2 separate regions of the Sus scrofa genome follow, and region 2 is linked to region 1. A link is a contact called in public promoter capture Hi-C data. All regions are on one chromosome and are shown on one strand. Each heading gives the region's core, a stretch centred on a gene start, on an enhancer-like site or on the middle of the called end of the contact. The rest is flanking DNA. Distances are from core to core; before and after follow the strand shown.

Region 1 (6,926 bases), core at 3,136-5,635:
AGAACTGTGACTTAGCCTTGGTTCAGGGGCGGAAGCCGCTGACCGTGGCTCGTGGAGCTAATTAATTCTTCTTGCTTTGAAAACTCCTGAAGCGGGCACAGCAGCCAGTGCTCGCATGCCTGCCAAATCAGATCTAAGTGCAGATTAGGGGTGGAGGGGCAGACGTGTAAAAGCCAGTGGGGCCAGTGCAGACCCCCGTTGCATGGGGGTCCGGAGGAAAGGTATCATGCTCCACTGCATGGGAATAGAGAGCTGGACCTTGAGATCTGGAAGCTGGTCTGGGGGGGCTCCAGGCCTTCAAGGAGCCACAAGGGCTAAAAGGAACCAGGCAGTGAGTGGAAGGGAGAACTCACAGCCTTTGCTGTTCCTCGCCCTTCCCCCGTCTTATCCGTTCCCACCTGACTCTCTTCCTTTGCAGGGTTTCCCGTCCCTGGGCCTCCCCGACTCCCACTTGCTCTGCTTTCTTCTCCCTGCTGTCATTCCTGCTTGAAGCTGTACCTTGAAATTATCTTATCTCTGCATCTTTCTGCCAGGGTTCCCCTGGGATGCTCACTGGCAGGCTTGGAGGCGGGGAGAGGGATGGAGCACACACTGTCCATCCTGCCTGGAGCTGCAGTCTGTTGCAGAGAGAGGATGGGATTAGGGCCATTAAAGCTGGGAGAGGTCTGGACCCTCTCCCTGCAGCCCAACACACAGGTCTTTATGGCTCCTCTCAGAAGCCTCCAGATGAAAACATCTTGGTTCTGAAAACTCAAAAGCAGAGTGGGGGAGTTCCCGTCGTGGCGAAGTGGTTAGAAAATCCAACTAGGAACCATGAGGTTACGGGTTCGGTCCCTGCCCTTGCTCAGTGGGTTAACGATCCGGCATTGTCGTGAGCTGTGGTGCAGGTCGCAGAAGCGGCTTGGATCTGTCCTTGCTGTGGCTCTGGCGTAGGCCGGTGGCTACAGCTCTGATTCGACCCCTAGCCTGGGAACCTCCATACTGCAGGAGCGGCTCAAGAAATAGCAAAAAGATAAAAAAAAAAAAAAGCAGAGTGGACAGTATCCACTGCTGGGACTGTACCTAATGCTACAGTGGCCTTGCTACATATGACCTCTTCTAAGGACACCGGATGCTGGTTTAGTCAGTCAACAAACATTTCCTAAAGACCAGGAGTTCCCATTGTGGCGCAGCAGAAACAAATCTGACTAGGAACCATGAGGTTTCGGTTTCAATCCCTGGCCTTGCTCAGTGGACTAAAGATCTGGCGTTGCCGGGAGCTGTGGTGTAGTTTGCAGACACAGCTCGGATCTGATATTGCTGTGGCTGTAATGTAGGCTGGCAGCTGTAACTCTGATTCAACCCCCTAGCCTGGGAAACTCCATATGCCATGGATGCAGCCCTGAAAAACAAAAAACAAACAAACAAACAAACAAAATTTCTGAAAACCAACTTTGCCAGGCACTGTCTTGGGTGCTGAGGGTACAGGGATAAACAAGACTACCCTTAAGATGGTCCTGAGTTCTGCTGCAGTGCAGTGGGTTACGAATCCAACTTCGGCAGCTTGGGTTGCTGGCAGCGTCATGGGTTCGATCCCCAGCCTGGGATCCCCGGCAGTGGGTTAAAGGATCCAGTGTTGCTGCAGCTGCGGCTCAGATTCAGTCCCTGACCCAGGAAAGTCCACATGTTGTGGGTGCAGCCAAGATGGTCCCTGTCCTTAAGATGTGCACATTTTGGGGGGATGTTATGCAGGACAACGAATGATACAGTACAAGGAGAGCGGGCTGCGAAAAGAAGGGTCCTTAGCCCAGGATTGGGATGGGAGGGGTTCGGTGAAGTCTTGCTTGTGGGGGGAGCTGCTTGAGTGAAATCTTTAAGGAGGACTAGAGTTAGCCAGGTGCAGAAAGGGAGATGAGTCACAGGGGGAAGGGCACGACAAGCAATCTTGATGGTGGGGGTGGGGCATGAGTGCAACAACTAAGGATGCAGGAAATGCTCCCCCACCCCCACCCCGCAGAGGATGCATGGAAGTAGCCCAGTATTCAGAAGACATGGAGCACATCCTGCCTCTGCCAGAAGTCGCCCTGGGGCTTCATTTTCCTTGGTCTTGCGAGAACAATCAAAACCCTAATATCCTAGGAATACTGTAGTTCTTATTCAAGGGCGGTGGGAAAGGGGCCACATTCCATGAGGGGCCAGGAAGAGTGCTCCCAGTGCATGCTTCCGGGGACAGTGGAGGAGGTAAAGATTGCCAGGGGTCCCACCATGATCTCCAACTCAGAGGCTCCCACCCAGTGCTGCAGGCCCAATGCTGAACAAGGCTGGGGCCAAAGGGGATGGTGCTGCAGCCCCAGGGCTGAAGACAGAACCCAAGAGTCCTGGCCCCAAACTTAGAGAAAAGCTGGGCGGAGGAGTCCCAGCGGCTCACCATAGAAGCCTAGATCATCAGAACAGGAAGAGAGCTTAGATGGTGCCGTGCCAAAATGCTCAAGAAACAGTCCCAGACACATCCAGGGGTGTGTCGCACAGTATAGGAAAGGCTCTGCTGGAGGCGTGGAGGGGGATTGGAAGGGACTCAGTCGATCCCTGCCCTGGGGGACCCTTCAGACTGGCAGGGAAGACAGAACCTTCACAACTAAATATAACCCAATGCACACTGTGACAAGGCTGTGAAAGCTCTGTAAAGCCTGCCTCAGAGACGGAGGGGGGCTGGGAGGTGGGGCCGGGGAGGGAAGGGGGGCAGACAAAGGGCTGAGAGCACTTGCCCAGGGATGGGGGAAAGGCCCCCAGTCCTACTTCCTGGGGAGGAGGAGCCTTGACCCCCTGGCTCCCATCCCAGACCTCATGATGGCTCAGATCTGTATTCTGATAGCCCTTGGCAGAAGAGATTTCCTGCCTGCCCAGAGGTGGCTGCTGCTGCTGTGCTTTTTTTTTTTTTTTTCTTTTTTAGGGCATCACCTGCAGCATATGGAGGTTCCCAGGCTAGGGGTCAAATCGAAGCTACAGCTTCCAGCCTATGCCACAGCCACAGCAACCAGATCCAAGCTGTGTCTGTGACCTACACCACAGCTTGCGGCAACGCCAGATCCTCAACCTACTAAGCGAGGCCAGGGATCGAACCCGCAACCTCATGGTTCCTAGTCAGATTCATTTCTGCTGTGCCACGATGGCAACTCCTGCTGTGCTATCTTGCTGGCAGCCACCTACACCTGCTGCTGAGCCACCAAGGAAAAAACACCTTCTCTTGGGGATCGGTGCCCCGGAAAGGATCACCTGGGCAGACCCTACAGACAGGGACAAAGTTGGACGGCAAGGGCAGGGGAGAGATGGGCTGGAGGAAGAGCTGCTGGGGGAATGGAAGATTCCTTCTCAACCCCAAGAGGGGTAGTGAACTGGCTTCTGGGATCCCATTAGGGAAGAGAGGATGACAGGAAGAGTGAGAGATGGAGGGAGGGAGGGATCCCAGCATGGCCAAGCCGGGGCCAAAGCAGGGGAAGGAGGCCATTGACCCCAAACCCATTTCACAGATTGGAAATGTGGAGACTCAGGCTTAGGAGGAGTGTGTTGATGTGGGGCTTTTCTTGGGGCCTCACCTGCCCCTCTGCCACCCTAACCAGGCAGAAGCAGAGGAAGCTACTACGTGTTGGGTTGGGTGCCTACCAAGTGTGCCAGAGATATGCTGACGCTTAGCATAGCTTTCCCGTTTCATCCTCAGAGTAACCCTGTGATATAGGTACTGTGATTATCCTTGTTTTGCAGAAGTGAAAGTGGAAGCACCGAGGCTGCTGAAGCAGCAGGCTCAAGATCAGGGAGGGACGGAAATGTGGCCAGGCGGCAATTTAAGAGGATCATGGGAAGCCACTGTTTGGATGGTGCTGGGATCCCCTCCCACCCCTCTCTCCTTTGGCAAGCGGGCGCACACACACACACACACACAGACACACACACACACACACACACACACACACACACATTGTGTGTTGGTGTCTGTCATTTCCTGGACAACCTGTGGGGAAGAGATAGCCTCTGGGTTGTCAGGGCACACAAGTTCTTCCCATTTCACAGATGAGGAGACTGACCTCCAGAGATGAATGTAAGCTTATCAAGCATTTATTCACGGAAGGAAGGAGTCTCGCGCTGTCCCTCTGCATGTCCCTTGACTCCTGGGAGGGGGGCCCTCCCTCCCCACCGCAAACGTCTTCCCTGGGAGAGCCGCGTGTGCCCCTTGGGCAGACCCTGCTCCCACTGGATCTGCCTCCGTATCTGGAGGGGTACCTCTCCCGCGAGGCCCAGCGGTCCCCGGAAGGGGTGGTCCTTGTGTCCAGGGCCCCCACCGAGCTGCAGTTTCAGGGAGGTGCTACCGCAATTCGACCCAAAGAGCCTGGAGGTGGGGCTGGGAAGGGCGGGCCCGGGGGCGGAGCGCCGGGCGGAGGCGGCTCTGGGCAGCTGCTGGGTCTGTCCCGGGTTGGAAGGCCACCGTTTTCATTCTCGCCGTCCTCGTCGCCGAACCCCGGCCCCATGGACGCTCTTTGCGGCTCCGGGGAGTTCAGCTCCAAGTTCTGGGTAAGGAGGTGTCCCGGGACCACGAGGGAGCACCAGCGAGCCCTTAGCCCGGGGAGTGGCGATGCGATGCCGGGAACGGGTCTCGCGGCGTCGCCCAGTGCCGGTTCCCTCGTGGTCGGGGAAATCTGCTTCGGGTTTCCCCAGCCACATGGGCGAGCCTGGGAAAGCCAGGTGCTAGGCTTCCTGCTGGCACGGTGGGTGGCAGCTCGGAATCAGAAGGTGCCCACACTTGCCACCTCACTCACATCCCTCTCTGGGACTGACTGCAGGCTGCAGAAGGGGCATTTCCCGGTTACTAGATCCTGTTGATCCTTCAGCACTGGCCCCTTGGACGAGGGCTTGGATGCCCATCCCCACACCTGTTCAACCAGGTGCTTTGGGAGGCGGGGTCTACTGGGCTTCCCCCTTCTTCAAGGGTTCCTGCCTTCTTGGAAAGGGTTCCTGCTCCGGGCAGAGCCACCAGAGACTGGCTGATCCTCACCGCCCCAGCGTCAGGAGGGAGAGGCAGACCTCACTCTGGAGGCAGGCCCTTACAGGTGCAAGATATCAGGATTTCCTGGTCCAACCCTCCCCTTTTATAGATGGAGAAAGGCCCAGAGAGAGGAGGAGACTTGCTCAAAGCCAGTTAGAGGAAAACAGGGCTGGGATACCAAAGTGGGCCTTCTGCTCATATGCCGGACCCTTTTCTAAGACATCAGGCTGCTTTTCAGGCTGCTGACTCCAGACCCTCAGCATAGTTCAGGTGCTCTCCGTGTAGAAAGCCCAAGAGCTTCCTTACAGCTTTCAAAACCTGTTCACAGGCAGCTCCCTTGATCATCATTGCAGCTCTGGGAGGCAAGTAGTGGTGTGTCTCTGTTTCACGGATGCGCTCAGACTCAAGGGGCTTGTCAGTGGTCCTATGGGAGCTGCCCAGCATAGGCTGCTCTCAAATCCAGGGCCTCTGAATCCCAATGCCTAAATCATTTCTCCATTTCAGGTATTTGTATGTATGTGCTTGGGGAGGGGGAGGTCGCATGCATGCGTGTGTGAGTGTGTGTGTGTGTGTGTGTGTGTGTGTGCGCGCGCGCGTGCGCGCACCCGCGCGCACACCCACTGAGTGTTATTCATGAGTGAGTGCTTGTGTAGATGTGTGTGTGCATGTGTGTATGTAAGTGTGAGCGTATAGTCAGACACCCCGCTCTCAGGTTGTGTTTGGGCTGGACTGAAGGGCTTAAATGGATGTCTGACATTTCGGGCAATAGAATACCATTTAACTAAATGGTTAGAGTAAAATTAACCTTTTAGTAACCCAGAAAGAGAGCCATGGAGATCACTACATGGTTGATCAGAGATGATGCAACTTCTCTGCTGCTGCCCTTCTTGCCACAGGAACCCTATTTGTCATCCAGCCTGGCCTGGTCACTTGTTTCCAGAGTCCAGAGGTTGCCCCGTTGGCTCATGAGTAGACTTTTTCTCATTGCCACTTGAACTTGGCTGTTGCGGCACAGTTGGGGTGTCTGAGGTGGCCAGGGAGAAGACTTGTAAATCAAGGGGGCAGATGTGACCATGCCTCAAGTTCAAGGACTCCCTGTTCCTGAGTGTGTAGTTAACCTTGAGAACTTAGGATTGCCCAGAAACAGGCTTTGAGGGACCAGAAGTCTGGGAACTCAAGGCTCCTTTCTTGATCCCATGATAGGGTTTCTCTACCCTTCCATGATACTGTGGAATCCAAGAATGTCAGAGCTTGGGGGCTTGGGGTAGCTGGCCCAGCCCCTCATTAAAGAGCTGGGAAAACTGAAAAAATGAACTTGTCAAGGTCACGCAACAATCAGCTACAGAGTGCTCGACTTGGAATCAGGATTCTGAGATATGGTTTCAACTTTGTCATTCCCTGACTGTGTACTTTTGGGCTTCTGGGACTCTCTCATGCCTGAATTTCTTGTTCCTGAGACACGTGTATCTTCTCTGAGAACCTTGGAGTCCATGGGAGTCAGGTCATCTATATGTGAGGTTCAAGGGGATGCATCAAATGACAAGGACACTGACCTCTCCTCTTCCTGACCCCCGTGTCTTAGCACTTTCCATCTTCTTCCTCTTTTTTTTTTTTTTTTAGGGCCGCACCTGTGGCATATGGAGGTTCCCAGGCTAGGGGTCGAATCGGAGCTGTAGCCACAGCCACAGCCACAGTAATGCCAGATCCAAACCACGTCTGTGACCTACACCACAGCTCATGGCAACACCGGATCCTTCACCTACTGAGCAAGGCCAGGGATCGAACCCGCAACCTCATAGTTCCTAGTCGGATTCGTTAACCACTGAGCCACGATGGGAACTCCAACAATTTCCATCTTCTACATTAACTTCTTAGCTCCTGAAAGCTATTCCAGGCTGTACCCCCAAGTAGC
Region 2 (6,828 bases), core at 786-3,285, 56 kb after region 1:
AGACAAGGGAAAGGGCGAGACTGAGAGGGTCTCTCCCCAGGCCTAACAGGAAATGGTTTTCACCAGCAGCCCTGAAGACTGAAAACTCAAACGGCCCTTGGGGGCTGGGAATTCATTCATTCTAGCAGGGTAGGCAGAAATGAATCAAATAATCATGCTGCAGAATGTGTAATTAGAGCCTGCAGGACTGAAGCAGGGATCCATGTGTGGAGGCCAGAGGAAGACAACCCACACAGGGCAGCCAGGACACTTTCCCTCTGAAGGACTGGGAAGCACCAGCCAGACTCAAAAGGATGAGTAAAAGCTGGGGAGCAGGGGAGGAGAAAGAGTAGGAAGGGAACTGAAAATTTCAGGAAAAGGCTGTAGCACATGCAAAGGCCCTGAGGTAGGAGGGCACGTGAGGCTGGTGTAGAAAGGGCGAAGGGGCAGTAGAACCAAGAGGAGGGGGAGAAAGACACAGGCCTCACTCTGCTGCTCTTTGAGGACCACGGGAAAGCATCTAGTTCTCACCCTAAGGGCATGAGAAGCACTGAAAGGAGAGGAGCAGTCTCCTGGGCTGCAATGGGCAGTGCCCAGGCAGTGATCTGCACAGACACACCTCTTCCCGGGACTTGTTTCCAGGAGCCCCGTGGGTAGGGAAACAGTGCGCGTGCAGTCCAGCCCCTCCCAGCATCTCCCGGGGTTGGGGCAGCCCTTTCTGGGCACACCCTGGGAGGCAGCCTTTCAGCCCTGCACCAGGTGTACCCTGTGTTTAGTTGGCAAGCAATTCTAATCCCAGCCCCAGGTTTGGCTTGGGGGTGGGGGGAGGGGGGCGGGAGTGGAGGGTAGATCCACCCACCAGCAGCAGGCGGATTTGCAGCCAAAGTCCCAGATTCGAGCATCAGGCCTCACTGCAGCCCAGTTTCCCGCCGAGTGCCTTTGTACGTTAGCACAAAGCAGATGGAAGCACACGGGCCCGTGGCTCCCTGTGCACAGTCCTGTAACCCTGGTGAGGGGAAGGGCTCATTAGGGAAGGTTTTTGGAGCCCCAACCAGCAGAGATGAATAGGACCTTGTGTTTGATCCCAGAAACCGCCTCATCTGCCAGGACGGCAAACAGAGTGGCTAAAATAACCAGCCTTGCAAGCGTGCACATGTGGCGTAGCACTGTGTTGGGTGGATTGACTGAAGTGGGAGGGTTGGCGTGTCGCTGAGGGGCCTGAGTAGTACCCAGAAGGGCAGGGTTGGACCAGGAAACCAGATCCGGGCCGATGGAGACCTGATCGCTTCTTTCTTTTGGCTAGGGTCCTCGTCCTGGACAAAGGGACAATAGCTGAGTTTGATTCTCCAACCAACCTCATTGCGGCCAGAGGCATCTTCTACGGGATGGCCAGAGATGCTGGACTTGCCTAAAATATACTCCTGGGATTTCTTCTTGGACATTCCCGGTTTTCATCAGGAAAGGACACCAAATCTATCCATAAAATGGACTTGATGGCAAATGTTGTGGGGCGGTTGTTAGGTTTTTGCCTCTGTAAAGTGCCTTGCAGGATAACCAGGCTACATGCTTCTGATAAGGAAGTGCAGCCCAAGAGGTGAATGACATGCCCCAAGGTCATAGCTAATTTGAGGCAGAGCCCAGACTAGTCCCTGGGTCTCCTGACTCCTAATCTGAGGTTATTTCCACACTGTACTGTTTTCAGTGGTTTCATGGGATGACCTCCCTATCCCCAAGCTTTTTTATATTTTCAACTCTGAGGTATTTTTTTTTTTTTTTAATAAAGCTTCTTCCTCCTGGAACAGAGGCTGCCAGGTCAGGCTGTCCCTAGGAACTGAGTCCAGTACTCTGGGGTGCTGGCCTGGATCCATTAAAAATGGAGCACTGATGAAATAAAGCTATGTGTCAACAATACACATGCCCCAACACAGCTTTTCTCTGTTTACAAGGTCTGGGGTTAGGACCTTTAGAGAAGGCAGGGAGGAAGGAGGGAGAGGCAGAGATAGACTTCATACACATTTGCATGGCTGGAATTATCTGAAAACCTCAGACCTGAGAGTTTTGGCTGGAAATATTGTCTTCACGGCCAAAATCCACTGGATAATTGCCAGTAGTTCCTGCTCTGCTGTGCAGATACTGTAAAAAGGTGAGAAGTAAAGCCTCTGCAATCTGACCTGAGGCCTCTTGAGAAAGCTGCTGTGAACACCTCCACATTTATGTCAACCCTCAATTGCTCTACCCGCTTCTTTAGGGGATGAGAAGGGCAAGGAGCTTATTTCCTTGCTCCTTTAGGGGTCTATTCCAGACAGGTCCCCATAACCCGCGAGGTCTCCAAGTCCTTCATCCTCCTCACTCTGGCTGAAGCTGAATATGGGAGCCCAGAGGAGCCCAGAGGCTGCCCCCTGACCTGACAGTTCCAGGCTGGTAAATGAGAGGAGGGGATGAATTAAATTTGCTTTTTTGAGCAAGCCAATGAAGTGTTTATTCTTCCGCAGGTGAGGATATATCTGGCACAAGGCCTTCTATTTGGAAAGGATCTCTTTGTTAATCTTTACCAAGTTTTCTGGTCATCTCTGACTCTCATTTCTTGGCTCTTTATTCTTGGTATGATGTGATTGGTTGTGGGTGATGGTTTGTTTTTTTGCCTCCACCCTAAATAGTTTAAAGTAGATGTGGAGATGGCTCCTTTGATCTGGTTTTGCCATATGTCCTGGGCCAGCCTGTGCTGCAGGACTATTTGTTAAAGGTTAATCACATTTTTTTTGGCAGGTTGTTTCTGCCCAGGATGTTTATGAGTGTATGGAAGACTTCCATCCTTGTGATAAAGCAAGTATGAAAGCACAAATGCCCAAATTATTCCGCCTCTCCTTGGTGCTAAGAAAAGGTCTCGGCTATGATCCCTGATTTATTAGACCAATTTGGCATGACGTCTGCTTTGTGAGGCTCTAGCTGCCCTAAACCAACAGAAATGCAGATTCATTCGGCATCATTCTCAGCTGAAGATCTGAAGCTGGGAGGCTGTATTTCCTCTCCTGTCTTGGGAGTTTGCCTCTGAGCTCCTGGAGGCCCTGACAGGTGCTGACAGCCCAAAGGAGAGGCTCAGTTGTGTGAAGTAAATAGGATAATCAAGAAAGGTGGTTAATAGAGGATGACCTCCATCTAGCTGGCTCAGCTACTACAGGAAAATAAAGCTGACTGCTGGGAACTGAGACGAAAGACACTGCACAAAACATCTGTCTCCAGGTGCCACTGACAGGCGTGAGCGCCACCACAGCAGCAGGATGCAGGAGGCTCAGGTGGGGACTGGTCCCTTCGAGTCCTCCTCCAGCGGGTTTTGTCCCTGGAACTGTCCAACAATTTGAACCCCGTATGATTAGAAGTACAGTGTGCTGTTTAGGAGGCCAGTGTGAAAGAATATGGGCTTGGTCGGTTAATATTTAATTTTAATAATACTTATTATCCTTGAACAGTCAGCGATGCGCAAAGAGAAAAATCTTCAGTTAATGTTTACACACAGTGTGAACACATGCTTTAAATATGCAGTGGAGGAAGAGGGGTGAATTCACAGTTAACAAAGCTAAAAAAAAAAAAAAATCCTTGTTATAAATTACACAAACCATATAAAAATATTTCTCTGAATGCATAGATTAAGACGTTAAGCTCACCTACCAGCAACTGTGCAGTCTAATTCCACTGCCTTACTCAAGAGTCAGCTGACCACAGAGGACCTTAAAAGGGAGGAGAGAGGGCAGGGCAGGCCCATCTCTCACTTGTGACTCCCCCTCGGCCCAGGTTCCAGGCCCGGGAAATGCCCTGGAGCTGCTCCTCTGTAGGCCACCTCCCAGCCAGGGGCCTCCACAGCTTCTGAGAATCCCTAATTGATCTGGATGGCTGGAAGTGTACTAACCCCAGGGGTTGAGACAGAAATTAATACTGAATTCATGTATTCCAGGATAAAACTAGCCTTAATTGTATCAGTAAATTGCAACTTTTTTTTTTCTTTTTCCAAAGATAAGGGAAAAAAGATTAGCATGTCTAGACAAACCAGCTCCTGACTGGTTGAAACACAAGGGAAGTTTCTTCTTCAAAGCACTTCAGAGAAAGGGAGTAATAAGTAACCTTTACACTGCCAGGCCAACTCTGCACGAGGGTGAGTAACTCACCATCAGTAATTGGTGTAATACAATTAAGTCACCGAGCTGAGTGACTCCACGCGGTGAAGCTGGCCTTGAAAACACCTCAACCTCAGCTCACCATTTAGGCAGCAGCAGGAGGCCATTATCTTAGCACAATATTCTCTTGCACTGACAACTGCTGCATGCCCTCGCTCAATTGCTGTGTTCCAATAAAATTAACACAGTTAGGAAGTTAAGTTTCTTTGGAAACTATAGGCACTATGGGGAGAAAGCTTCTTAAGACAGCAGGGACGCCCTTCAACAGCTGGCTTCAAACCCCTGCTCTCCTGTTGGTCTGAGTGTGCTTGGTCTTATTTCTAAAGTTAAGCTGTTTATTTCAACAAGACAGTGGCTCTTCTTCTCCACATTAATGACACTGAAGGAAAGGAAAAGAATCCTTAAATGCGTTCTTTTAAAAAATTCTCATGCCATGCTCAAGAGTTGGATCAGGTGTTTGTTTCCAGAACAAAGCCTGGTAGACGCTCAACTGACTTTGTCAAGTGGGTTGGTGGTGGTCGTGGGGGATCCCTAAGATCAAACAACCTGTTTACAAAAGCAACAGATTTCAGAGTTGTGTAAAAATCCTAATAATCTCAAAATAAGCTTTATCTTTGATACAAAAATAAAGATGCTACCTCCTTTAGTGCAGTTTCCCACAGTCACCTTTAAAATAGCCACAGATTCAATCTGGAAAATTGCTTTTCCTTTCTAGTGGAAAATGAAAGTGGAGAACATGGACTGGCAATGTTTGTGCTCGTCTCTTTCGGTGCAATTAAACACAGACGCGGAGAAGACAGGAACCGCTTCGATTAGGGAAAAAAAAAAAAACCCAAAAAACCAGAAAAACGTTGCTCTTTTAGAAAGCATCAGAGAGCCCTCTAGTGACCACGAAAGGGATGTGATGCAGAGATGACGGCAATGGCAGGCTAGAGACAGAAGCAGTCGTGAGTGTGGACAAAGGAAAGGTGGGGGGGAGGGGAAGCTCTTTTGGTTAACAGCATATTTACAAGTAGGTAACTGTTATTCTTAAATACTTTTAACCTGAGTAACATTTATAAATATGTTATGTGAAACCTCACAGCCACAAGTCACACCACAATACCCGAGCCCAGGACCTCGCCGACCCCAGGTTTCCTCTCTAGACAGTTCACGTTTCAGGAGAGTCGGGAACATGCAGCACTTCGAGAAGCGCGTCCTGGCCCTTCAGGTGCACTGTCAACAGGACCGGCTGGAAGGAGGCTCTGCTCTCTCTCCGCGTCTGCTCAGACAGCTCTCTCAACATTCTGCACATAAAACATACTGGATAGAGAACCGACGGTTTCTGCCTCTCCAGGCCACTTCTCAGCTGTTCACAGCTTCAAGCAATAGGTTTATTGTGCACCAAGAGACTTGGAAGAGTGGCACCGCTGCTTGGGGGTCAGGGGCTTCCTACCTTGGCAGAACGATGTTAGTGTATACTATGCCGTGGCACCAGGGGCCCTCCTGGGCATCCAAGGCATGTAGATCAATGGCTTGTCCTTGGCCCAGAGGTGATGCACACTCACAATACTCAGTGATTAAAAGTCCCTGCTGCATTAGTAAGTCAGTTTGGAAGCTCTCCTGTTATAGCAAGGCCTGTCAGTCAGTGTGGATGCAGCATTTCGGAACAGAAAGTTATTTTCACTTATCATGAGAACCAGTTCCAGCTCTTGGAAATCTTGGAGTCGAGCAACATCTTTGTCCTAAAATGAAAACAGGGTAAACAGATTAAGAGGAGCCACTTGTCTCTCTAGGGCTGCTGGGCTGTGTCGATACCAGGGATAGTGCGGGCAAGTCTCCAGGAGCGGGAAATGGGTTGGAATGGGAGATACCCTTAAGAGCAGTTGCTGCAAGACGAGCACACCTCGGAGGCAGAGACAGTGCAGGGATGTTTTCCTCAGGTGCCCCGAGCAGCCAGAAGCCCGATGTTCAGGGAACCCAGAGATGCTGGGAGGACTACACTTGTACATACGTAGATTTGCCCTCTGATTCAGCCTGGTTCTCACATTATAAAACACAAGACACATTGGCTCTTACACTAAAGTAATCCTTACAGATCACTAGAGAAACAACCAAAAATAGGTACATGTGAATGGTAATTTGGGGGAGTTCCTGCTGTGGCTCAGCGGAAACGAATCCAACTAGGAACCATGAGGTTGCAGGTTTGATCCCTGGCCTTGCTCAGTGGGTTAAGGATCCGGCGTTGCCGTGGGCTGTGGTGTAGGTCACAGATGAGGTTCGGTCTGGCGTTGCTGTGGCTGTGGTGTAGGCTGGCAGCCATAGTTCCAATTAGACCCCTAGCCCAGGAACCTCCATAGGTCCATAGGCCGCGGGTGCGGCTCTAAAAAGCAGGAAAAAAACAAAAACAAACAAAAAAAAGAATGGCAATTTGGAACGTTCTCTCTGGAATCCTATAACTTTCAGAAACGCCAATGTCTCTGTCGGCGCAAGAGAGGAGAGAAAGCTCAGTGATTACATTTGGAAAGCCACCCCTTGCTTCGTTTCTCTTCTCTTCCTATTTCTTCAACTGTGACTCACATAACCAAGGAAGAAGCTGGTATTTTCCAAATGGAAAAAGCAGCCACCTAACAGACTTTTCTTACCTTTCTTACCAGAGTGTTGGGTAACTTCCTGATCTTCTCAACTTGGTCGGGATTAA

The links. Promoter capture Hi-C pulls out the DNA fragments that hold promoters and counts their contacts.
Region 2: a promoter capture Hi-C map of liver shows a contact between it and region 1, with 9 times the contacts expected there. The contact joins the enhancer-like site here to the promoter of ABCC3 in region 1. A contact is called at or near these places in 4 of 5 promoter capture datasets (fetal liver, fetal skeletal muscle and liver), 18 of 47 Hi-C or Micro-C datasets (alveolar macrophages, embryonic fibroblasts, fetal heart ventricle and 11 more) and 2 of 2 datasets of contacts at active chromatin or transcription factors (alveolar macrophages and skeletal muscle).

What each region holds. Positions count from the first base shown.
Region 1 is chr12:26,916,379-26,923,304 of Sscrofa11.1, forward strand. ABCC3 (canalicular multispecific organic anion transporter 2) reads left to right here and starts at 4,386. Exons shown (of 33, transcript XM_003131575.6): 1 at 4,386-4,542. The coding sequence starts at 4,498.
Region 2 is chr12:26,974,811-26,981,638 of Sscrofa11.1, forward strand. ABCC3 (canalicular multispecific organic anion transporter 2) reads left to right here. Exons shown (of 33, transcript XM_003131575.6): 33 at 1,283-3,579. The coding sequence ends at 1,391. It overlaps ANKRD40 (ankyrin repeat domain-containing protein 40), which reads right to left. Exons shown (of 5, transcript XM_003131571.5): 4 at 6,773-6,828; 5 at 3,403-5,872. The coding sequence ends at 5,726. Among named protein-coding and RNA genes, the nearest start is that of ANKRD40, 18 kb to the right of the region's middle. Within about 2 kb of position 2,036, at least 15 of the 83 cell types and tissues checked have an H3K27ac peak or open chromatin away from gene starts, as enhancers often do. A contact at or near this core is called in liver, mesenteric adipose tissue and omental adipose tissue, where this site is marked.